Regions from separate parts of the Sus scrofa genome. Here regions 1 and 2 are each linked to region 3. Evidence: chromatin contacts called from public Hi-C data. All regions are on one chromosome and are shown on one strand. Each heading gives the region's core, a stretch centred on a gene start, on an enhancer-like site or on the middle of the called end of the contact. The rest is flanking DNA. Distances are from core to core; before and after follow the strand shown.

Region 1 (2,970 bases), core at 271-2,770, 130 kb before region 3:
TGACAGCAGGTGAGGAAACTGAGGTTCAGAGAGCTTGTGTAACTCACCTGCGGTAACACAGCTAGCAAGAATAACTACAGCTTCCTTAGGATGTTATCATGTGCTACACACTGTACTAAGCATCGTATCTTATGCCATTTAATTCTCACAATATCCCTACTAGAATCCTATTTTATTTTATTTTTATTATTATTGTTTTTTTTTAATGGCTGCACCCGGAGCATACAGAGGTTCCCAGGCCAGGGGTTAAATCCGAGCCACAACTGTGACTTACACTGCCGCTGAGGTAACACCGGATCCTCTAACCTACTGTTCCGGGCCAGGGATTGAACCTGTGCCTTTGCAGCCACCGGAGCCACTGCAGCCAGATTCTTAACCCACTATACCACAGCGGCAACTCCTAGAGTCCCATTTAGAAAATAGGCAGTTGATGGAGTTCCCATCGTGGCACCATGGAAAAAAATCCGACTAGGAAACATGTGGTTGTGGGTTCGATCCCTGGCCTCACTCAGTAGGTTAAGGATCCAGTGTTGCTGTGAGCTGTGGTGTAGGTTGAAGACATGGCTCAGATTTGGTGTGGCTGTGGCTGTGGCTGTGGCTGTGGCGTAGGCCAGCAGCTGTAGGTCCGATTCGACCCCTAGCCTGGGAACCTCCATGTGCTGCGGATGCAGTTCTAAAAAGACAGAAAAAAAAAAAAAAAAAAGAAAGGAAGGAAGGAAGGAAGAAAAATAGAAAATAGGCAATTGAGACTCAGAGGGGTTAAGGAAGTCTGTCGAAGTCACACTGCTACCCTGATTTCGGGCAGTTCCAGCTGGCTTTCAAAGCCCACACTCTGGCCACTCCTTTACGGGGCCAAAGAAATAACTCTTTATTCACGACCAAAAATGTATGGAGCCCCTCCTTTGTGCCAGCCATTGTGCTAGGTACAGCCACTGTTCCCAAACCCCCTGGACGACGAGCTCTGACTTAGGAAGAAGGAAAAGCAAATAACAAAGACAGAGCCTCACCGGCCCAGGGGGATGTGACCCCCACACTAGGCAGCAGCCCTGCTCTCCCCACAGGCTTCCTGCACAGGTCCGCCCTGTGGGGTTTTATGCTTGGGAGCTGATTGTCCCGGCTCTGCCATAGGCAGAGTGGGTAACACGGGCAGGTCAGCTCCCCTCTCTGGGCCTCGTCCTCCTTAGCCGTGAGATGAGGGCGCTGGATTCTATAATCTCCACCATCGCCTCCAGCTCCCAAGCGCTGCCAGGTACCTTGTCTGGGTGGGGTCAGCCAGACGGGGCTCTGGGCACGTCATCGGCGTCCTTGCTGCCTGGAAGAGGCCCAGAGTGAGTGGGTGAGGGGCTGAGGAAGCTGCCCCACCCCCAGCTGTGGTTTCTGGTGGGGCCACCGTGGCAGCAGGTGAAGGGAAGTGCTTGTCACCCAGGCAGTAAAACAAAAGCCTCCCTGGGGCACTGTGGAAGGAGGCAGCCAAGGCGCCAAAAATAAAACACACCTTTCCTTTGATAGACCCCAGCAGCTGCCTGGGGCCTGGCCTGGGGGTGGTGAGGAGAGAGCTCAGATTTCATGCCCAGCCCCCCTCCACCACCACCCACCACACCCACACCCACTCTCACACACACACACACACACACACACACACACACAGCATAGTCACACATATACACACCCCGAGCAGTCACACGGGGCCTGTGCTCAGAAGGGCCCACACCTGATATGAAGCTCAGCTGTCTTCATTTGAAAATTCTTAATAATTTTTGAACAAGAGACCCAGCATTTTCCTTTGGGGCTGGGCCCTGCAAACACTGTAGCTGGTCCTGCAGCTAGGTAGGCATTCATAGTACATGCATTTACAAGGTGTTTAGGAAGCACAAGGTGTTTAAGAGTTCCTGTCGTGGCTCAGTGGTTAAAGACTCTTGACTAGCATCCATGACGATGCAGGTTCGATCCCTGGCCTTGCTCGGTGGGTTAAGGATCCAGCGTTGTCAGGAAATGTGGTGTAGGTTGCAGACTCAGCTCCGATCCCGAGTTGCTGTGACTGGAGCACGCAAATATTGGAGTTCCCGTTGTGGCTCAGCGGGTTAAGAACCCTACTTGTATCCATCAGGATGCAGGTTTGATCCCTGGCAGTGGGTTAAGGATCCAATGTTGCCACAAGCTGTGGTGTATGTCGGCAGCTATAGCTCCGATTTGACCCCTAGCCTGGTAACCCCCATATGCCATGGGGGTCACCCTAAAAAGACCAAAAAAAAAAAAAAAAAAAAAAAGAAGCACACAAATATTTATGTTGGAGAGGACATACCCTGCACACCCATACATGCCCCCCCATCTTCATGGGCATTCACTAGGGCCCACTCACTGGGGCACACACATGACCCAGCTCAGACACCTGCAGCCCGTTAGCTGGGTTGACTTACCATTGGGGGTGTTGCCAAAAGATGACCTCTATCTGCTGGTGCCAAATAGAAAGGCCAACTTCTGAGGCAACCAAAGAATTCGCCACAAGAAAACTCCCGTGCCTTGACCTTTTAAGCGTAGCTTTCCCCCGGAGAGGAAGGAGGTCGCTTCTCTGGACAAAAGAGAACAGAAATCACTTGCTTTGGCCACAGAGTGAGGGGAGTGGCATTGCTACCCCTTGTGCTTTGATATCATGTGGTCCCCAACAGGTCCCAGCTGTACCCTCTTCTGACCACAGTTCCTTCCAGGAAAGGCGGCTTCAACCACCAAACTTAGCGTGTACAGATCAACTCCTGATTGGCTGGCCTAGCCCAGTGCCTGGCATAGAATAGGTCAAAAAACATTTGTGGAATCAATGTATGAATGGCTAATTTGGGGGTCTGCCCACGCTTTTGACTCATAAGTCTGAAATCTGCCCAAAACCCCCTGCATTGCCGAGCTATGCCCAGACCCATAGCCCCGCTGCGGAAAGAGTGCTGGTCAAAGCCAAAGGTAAGGGCGCCCTTTCAGACT
Region 2 (3,141 bases), core at 165-2,664, 84 kb after region 3:
CTGGAGGAGGATGGCGGTCAGGAGCAGAAGTGAGGGTTGGGGGTAAGAAGCAGGGGGTGGGGGTGGGGTGGGGGAGTGTTTTCAGGAACAAGGCCCCTGAGAACATACACGGTACAACATACACGGTACACAGGCACACAGGCACACATGTGCACACGTCTCCCAGGCAGAAGGCAATCTGGTTACAGAAGAGGGAGCTGGCAGTTGGTGGAGGCCCAGGGTACCCCTCCACGCCAGCACAAAGGCATGCTATCCAAGGTAGGCTGGACAGTGGACAAGTGTCTCCAAGACTGGGGGCTTTTCTTGTATGATTTCCACATGAGCTGGTTCTCATCTCCAGCCTAGTGCACGGCCCCCTTCCCCCAGAGCAACCCGACAACAGGGCCATGCCCGGAGAGGAGAAAGGGCACTGCCAAGCAGATTTTCCAGCTTCCCCCTCCCACATACACATCTGGCTAGCAGCTTCTCCACCTCGTGGGTGGCACCAGGTCCCAGACACCCTGGGCAGAACCAAGACAACCAATCTATTCCATCCTTCTCATACCCCCACAAGCTTCCACAACCCCATGGTGCCTACAAACCCAGAGACATCCCTCCCCTGGCTGCACTGGCTCCCCGTACCCAATTCTGACGGCTCCCCGCACTCCACGGGGGACACCAGCTGAATGGGCCCCGCCTCCCAACTGGCTGCCTCAGATGGGGTGGGCCCCCGGGCTGATTCTCCCCAAACCACAGGGCGGCTCAGATAACAGCAGGGAAAGAAGGAGGGGGCTAGTCCGTTGGGCATCTGATCTCTCCCCAAACAGGTTTGAAAATCTTTTTGTTTTGTTTGTTTGTGAAGAGAAAAAGCGAGAGAGAGCAGGAGTTCCCAGCGGCGGTTCTGCCACAGCTCGGACGCCTGAGACACGCGCGGCAGACGGCCCCAGACGCCTCACGGCTGCGCGCGAAGACACGGGCGCAGACAGACTCACAGACGGGGCTCCCCCACCCCGAGCACGGCGGCGGCGGGTTGGGAAGCCCAGGAAACCCCAGGTGGCCGTCCGAACCCGCCCGGCACTGGGTCTCTTCCACCCCGCGGGTCCTATCAGCAGCAGACCGAGGGGCGACGATGCCTGCGAGGGCCCGGGGCTCTCCAAAATCCCCGGGGGGAGAGGTTACCTCGCAGTGGGGGGGGACGCAATCCGTCCCGGTCGCCCGCGGGCACAGCGTCTGCCCTGACCCTGCGCCTTGGAGCCGCTCCGCGTCAGGGGTTGCGGGGTCCAGGGAGACGACCAGTTGGGGGGGGCCGCGGCTCAGGGGCGCGGGGCGAAAGCAGCGGCCATGGCGAGTCACGTGCGGAGGCTGAAACTTTACCCGGAGCCCCAGACTGGGGGGGCGGAGGGTACCGAGCCGCGGGGAGGCCCTCAACCTCCGGTCCGCCCCCGTCCTCCCACAGACCAATCACCATCCAGGGGCGGGCCCACAAGATCACGCCCCCCTTTCTCCCTAATAGACCCAGGGAAAGGGTGAGTCTTAAAGGAGCCGCGCCTAGCAGAAGCTGGACCGTGGGAATCTGGGAGAATCCCTCCCTCTGCCCCCAAAGGAGAGACTCAGGGCGAGGAGGCGAAGAAGTTCTGCGCGAAGAACGGAAAGAAGGCTCAGTGGAGAAGGGACGGCAATGTGTGGTATCACACTCCCTTCCCTCCGACCACACACACCCACACTCACAGGGGCAAGTATCTCACACACACACACCTCTTGCACCTAAGCCGGGGTTACACAGACACACACACACACACACACAACCTCTTGCACCTAAGTCGGGGTTACACACACACACACACACACACCCTGATGGCACCTAAGCCGGGGTTAGAGAGGCGGCAACGTAATATGGAAGTGAATACAGTGACTCCGCCCCTAGCTGTCAAGCCCCTAGACTCCCATAATTATAATCTTCCTCGAGGAACCCCTTGGAACTGAGAGCTGTGTGACCTTGAACAAGTCTCTTTCTTTTCTCTGAATCTTAATTTTCTTACCGGCAAAAAAAGGAGTGCCAGAGCAGGTAGACGGCCCTCAGGCACACCTCCTCGCCTCTCCCGCCAAATAACCTCTCCGGCTCGAGTGGGTCGGAGGACCTTCGGCCCAACCGTACCCCTCAGCGATCCCTAGTTCCCTTACCCCCAATGGACAGCGGCTCGTGGATCTTTCAAGAGCCGAGTAGGGGGCGCCCAGGAGCACTCGTACATGCAAGGGACTCAGTCTCCAGCTTCTTTTTCCTGGCCCAGGCTGAGGAGCCAGGAAAGCTCGCGTTCTTGTTCTAGCGGGGCAGGATCTGAATCATTCTCTCTGCGGAGACCTCAACCCCCAGCAGAGCCACAATTCCCCTCCCAGCCTGTGGCTCCATTTGGAAGGACCATCTCCCCATCTACTGGGGTGGGGGGCGGGGAGGAGGAAGAGGAATCAGTAGGGAACACCCCTCCCCTTTCCTGGTCGGAGAAGTGGCCACAAGTGCCCCCCACAGGACTTCCCACTGGAAGGGGAAGTGCCACACTCTCAGGCGTCCACCCCAGTGAGGAGGCTCTCAGCCTGACCCGACTGGCAGAGCTCTCAAACCCATCGGCCCGACGGCCCCTGCTTTACAGACAAGGGACCCGAGGCTGGGAGTGGACACGGGTGTAGCCCACGATCGCACCGGCACCGGCTGCACGGCCCTGCCTAGGATTGAGGTATCTGACTGTCTCTCTCCAGCTTTAGGCCCTCGGCCTTGGTTAGGTAGGACAAGCAGTGTCGGCGAGACGCTCTGCCCTGAGGTCCCGGCGCAGAAGAGCGCCCCAGGGCGGCGCTTCCCCAGGCCTCTTCCCGCCTGCTGGGCCCGGCCGTCTCCCGCTCCCGTCTGGATTTCCATCCGCCGGTGCGAACCGCCCGCCCAGCCCCGCCCGCCCTGTCCCGTCCAGATCCATCCGCAAACATGCGCTCAGCGGGCAGGAATGCGCCAATGGCTCCCAGATGTGGACTCCGATGCTTAACCCCTTCCCCCCCAACACCCCCCTCCCCCGGCCTTCTAGCTTGAGTCCAGCCAGCAGCAGGGGGCGCCAGCCAGATGAGGGACCAGCCTGGGAGGGGACTCAGTGTCAGCTCCCGCCCCCCCAACCCCACCCC
Region 3 (2,892 bases), core at 148-2,647:
TTTATGTCTTATAATCCTCTCCCACCACTCTGAGGTAACACTGTTATTTTCATTCCCTTTTCTGAGCAGAGGAAAAGAAAGCACCTGCGAAATTGCCTCCATCAAGACAAGACTGGCAAATGGCCAAGTCAAGACTTGAAACTCAGGGAATATTGATTGGAAGGAGGTGGTTCAGATGGAATTTATAGTCATTCAAATTGCACAGTTTTTTTTCTAGCATCTGATAAGGGCAACGACTTTTTTTTTTCTGTCATTTTAACATTGTGGATTGAGGAGTCCAGAAGAAACACACTCAGGAGTTCCCTTTGTGGCTCAGCAGTTAACAAACCCAACTAGGATCCATGAGGACGAGGGTTCAATCCCTAGCCTGGCTCAGTGGGTTAAGGATCCAGCATTGCCCTGAGCTGTGGTGTAGGTCGCAGATATGGCTTGGATCCTGCGTTGCTGTGGCTATGGTGTAGGCCAGTGGCTACAACTCCGATTCGCCCCCTAGCCTGGAAAGCTCCATATGCTGCGGGTGCGGCACTAAAAAGCAAAAAAAGAAAAGAAACACACTCAAACATTTAGACGTCAGAGTAATAAACGCTTTGGTCTTTGGCATTTCGTCAAATCTGGACTGCAGGGCTCAGGGGAACACGGAGGAAAGCAAATTAACAAGTAGGAGTGCATCCTGGCGGCCACCTGAGGAAACAGCTGCAGTTCTAGAAAGGCCCCTAAACCATCCTCAGCCCCTGAGCTCTGACTATGCTATTCTCTTCGACCAGTCACAGCCCCACGCCGATCTCAAGGGGCCTTGAACGCTGCTCTCTTTTGTGTGGTCTCTCTTATGCCCTTCGATTATACGAAAACCCAAACCACAACTGTACCACATTTGTTTCCGCAAAAATAAATGGGGCGGGTGTGGGGTGGGGGAGACGGTTTGAGGCAGATGCCAGAGACGACTTGCTAAACTGAACCAAATCGCCAGGCTCAGTTTCCTCAAGAAACAGAGCTGGGACTCCCGTTTCTCTCGTTTAAAAAAAGGAAAAAGAAAAACGCCTCAGGATAGAGGGCGGTCTTTAGATTCCAGGGATCTCAAAGAAGTATAAATATCCCCTCTTTCCTCCCACCCTGGAACTCAGAAAACCCCTTTCCCCTCAAGAGCTACACACCGAGAACAAACCAGCCCTACTTATTGGCCAAATTCCCTGTCTGTCTCTCCGCTTTGACTCCAAGTGGTGCCTTTTGAAAAAGATCTTCTAGTTCCGCCTCCCTTGCCTAATTGGTTCATTCGAACCGGCCCCCGGCCATCTCAGCCGTTCATTGGTAAATATAAAAGACTAGCTCTGATTGGTTTATCGGGAAGGAAGCCGTCAGAGAGCGTCAGGGATTGGCTCTTCTGGTTTGGGCGGGCTGGCTGAAGGTTCAAACGGAGGGGCAGCTCTCTCCTAACCGACGATCGTCTGTGGAGAAGCGGCTAGCTTCCCGACCATCTCGAGGGTCCTGCCGGTTTAGTCGCTCGCAGAGTTGTCGAGCCCCTTCACGACCGTCACCATGGAGGTGTCGCCACTTCAGGTACAGCTCGTGGAAGGGGGCGCGTCGCGGATCCTCAGCGCGGCCTGGCATCAATCCTGCTGCCTGTGAGAGGGGGAGGTGCCTCGGCTGCGGTCCCGACGCCGCGGGCTCGGCGCCGGCGTTCCGCATGGGCCCGGGTCCCCTGGGCTCGGCGCGATCGCGAAGAGGCTGAGACCCCTTTGTGGTGCTAATAGTGAAGTAACATCAGCTAAACGGGTGTGGCGTTGTGTTTTCACTGTTTCTAGAGAACGCGAGTCAATTGGTCCTGGAGTCGGTGGTGGGATAATGGGCCGCGTGGGGCTTTATGCAGCGCGGACAGATGCTTTCCTCATCTACCCTCGGGCTGAAAATGGGATTGGACCTCCCTGACCTGGGGAGGCGCTGGACAAGGCACGGGGTTCCCACTCCGGAGCCCGAGTGCTCAAAATATGCCCCTCCTGTGTTCAAGACGTTAATGTGCCTAAAGGGTGGACTCCATGGTTCGGTCCCGGGTTTCGGCACCAAAAAAAAAAAAAAAAAAAAAGGTGGACTCCATAGCGTCCCAAACTGCTGCTGAAGGAGAATCTCTTACGTGCCTGGGACCCAGTAGACCCTCAGTCAATAGGTGCAGAGTAGATGAAAGAAGGGGGTGTGTTCTATGGATGGCATCTAAGATGTGAACGCATTTCCGTGTCAGATAGTTACGCTGGGCTAGAGAACATGCCCATTTAAGCTGACACCCAGGAACCTGGCTGCAGATAACTTAAACCACCACGTTTGTACACAAACGATGTCAACACCACCCACACCTCCTCAAAACGTGTGATTTGTCATGGTGTGTGTAAGCAGATCATTGTGGTAGGTGTTTTGTGAACAGTTTCTGATAAACCTGTGATTCAAAATCGCTTTTCTTCAATCTTTTTTTTTTTAATTGCCAGCCTGTAAATGAAAATATGCAAGTCAACAAAACAAAGAAAAATGAAGAGGCTAAGAAAAGATTGTCTATAGAAAGAATCTATCAAAAGAAAACACAGTTGGAACACATTTTGCTCCGCCCAGACACCTACATTGGCTCTGTGGAATCAGTGACCCAGGTAAAACCAAGCGAATTAGATGTAGTTACTAAGTAGTTGAGATATGTCCTTGTCCAGATTAACTGCCTATACTTCATATACTTTGTTACTGGAACTGTCCTAAGAGATCATACGTATTGTAGTACATAGTCCAGAAGGCTTTACAGTAATCAGGATGATAGAATAAATATATGGTAAAGATAACCATATTTCTTTGCCTTATTTTTAGCAAATGTGGGTTTATGATGAAGACATTGGCATTAACTATAGGGAAGTCACTTTTGTT

What was found. A called contact is a pair of places that touch in the nucleus more often than the background predicts.
Region 1: a Hi-C map of omental adipose tissue shows a contact between it and region 3, with 2.0 times the contacts expected there. The contact joins the enhancer-like site here to the promoter of TOP2A in region 3. A contact is called at or near these places in 4 of 5 promoter capture datasets (fetal liver, fetal skeletal muscle and liver), 22 of 47 Hi-C or Micro-C datasets (adipose tissue, alveolar macrophages, brain and 12 more) and 2 of 2 datasets of contacts at active chromatin or transcription factors (alveolar macrophages and skeletal muscle).
Region 2: a Hi-C map of liver shows a contact between it and region 3, with 2.6 times the contacts expected there. The contact joins the promoter of RARA here to the promoter of TOP2A in region 3. A contact is called at or near these places in 5 of 47 Hi-C or Micro-C datasets (fetal skeletal muscle, liver, omental adipose tissue and 2 more) and 1 of 2 datasets of contacts at active chromatin or transcription factors (alveolar macrophages).

Annotation. Positions count from the first base shown.
Region 1 is chr12:21,874,366-21,877,335 of Sscrofa11.1, forward strand. No RefSeq gene overlaps it. Among named protein-coding and RNA genes, the nearest start is that of CCR7, 19 kb to the left of the region's middle. Within about 2 kb of position 1,521, at least 21 of the 83 cell types and tissues checked have an H3K27ac peak or open chromatin away from gene starts, as enhancers often do. A contact at or near this core is called in fetal skeletal muscle, omental adipose tissue and retroperitoneal adipose tissue, where this site is marked.
Region 2 is chr12:22,084,345-22,087,485 of Sscrofa11.1, forward strand. It overlaps RARA (retinoic acid receptor alpha), which reads right to left and starts at 1,415. Exons shown (of 9, transcript XM_003131474.6): 1 at 1,159-1,415.
Region 3 is chr12:21,999,903-22,002,794 of Sscrofa11.1, forward strand. TOP2A (topoisomerase (DNA) II alpha) reads left to right here and starts at 1,398. Exons shown (of 35, transcript NM_213884.1): 1 at 1,398-1,554; 2 at 2,472-2,627; 3 at 2,836-2,892. The coding sequence starts at 1,534.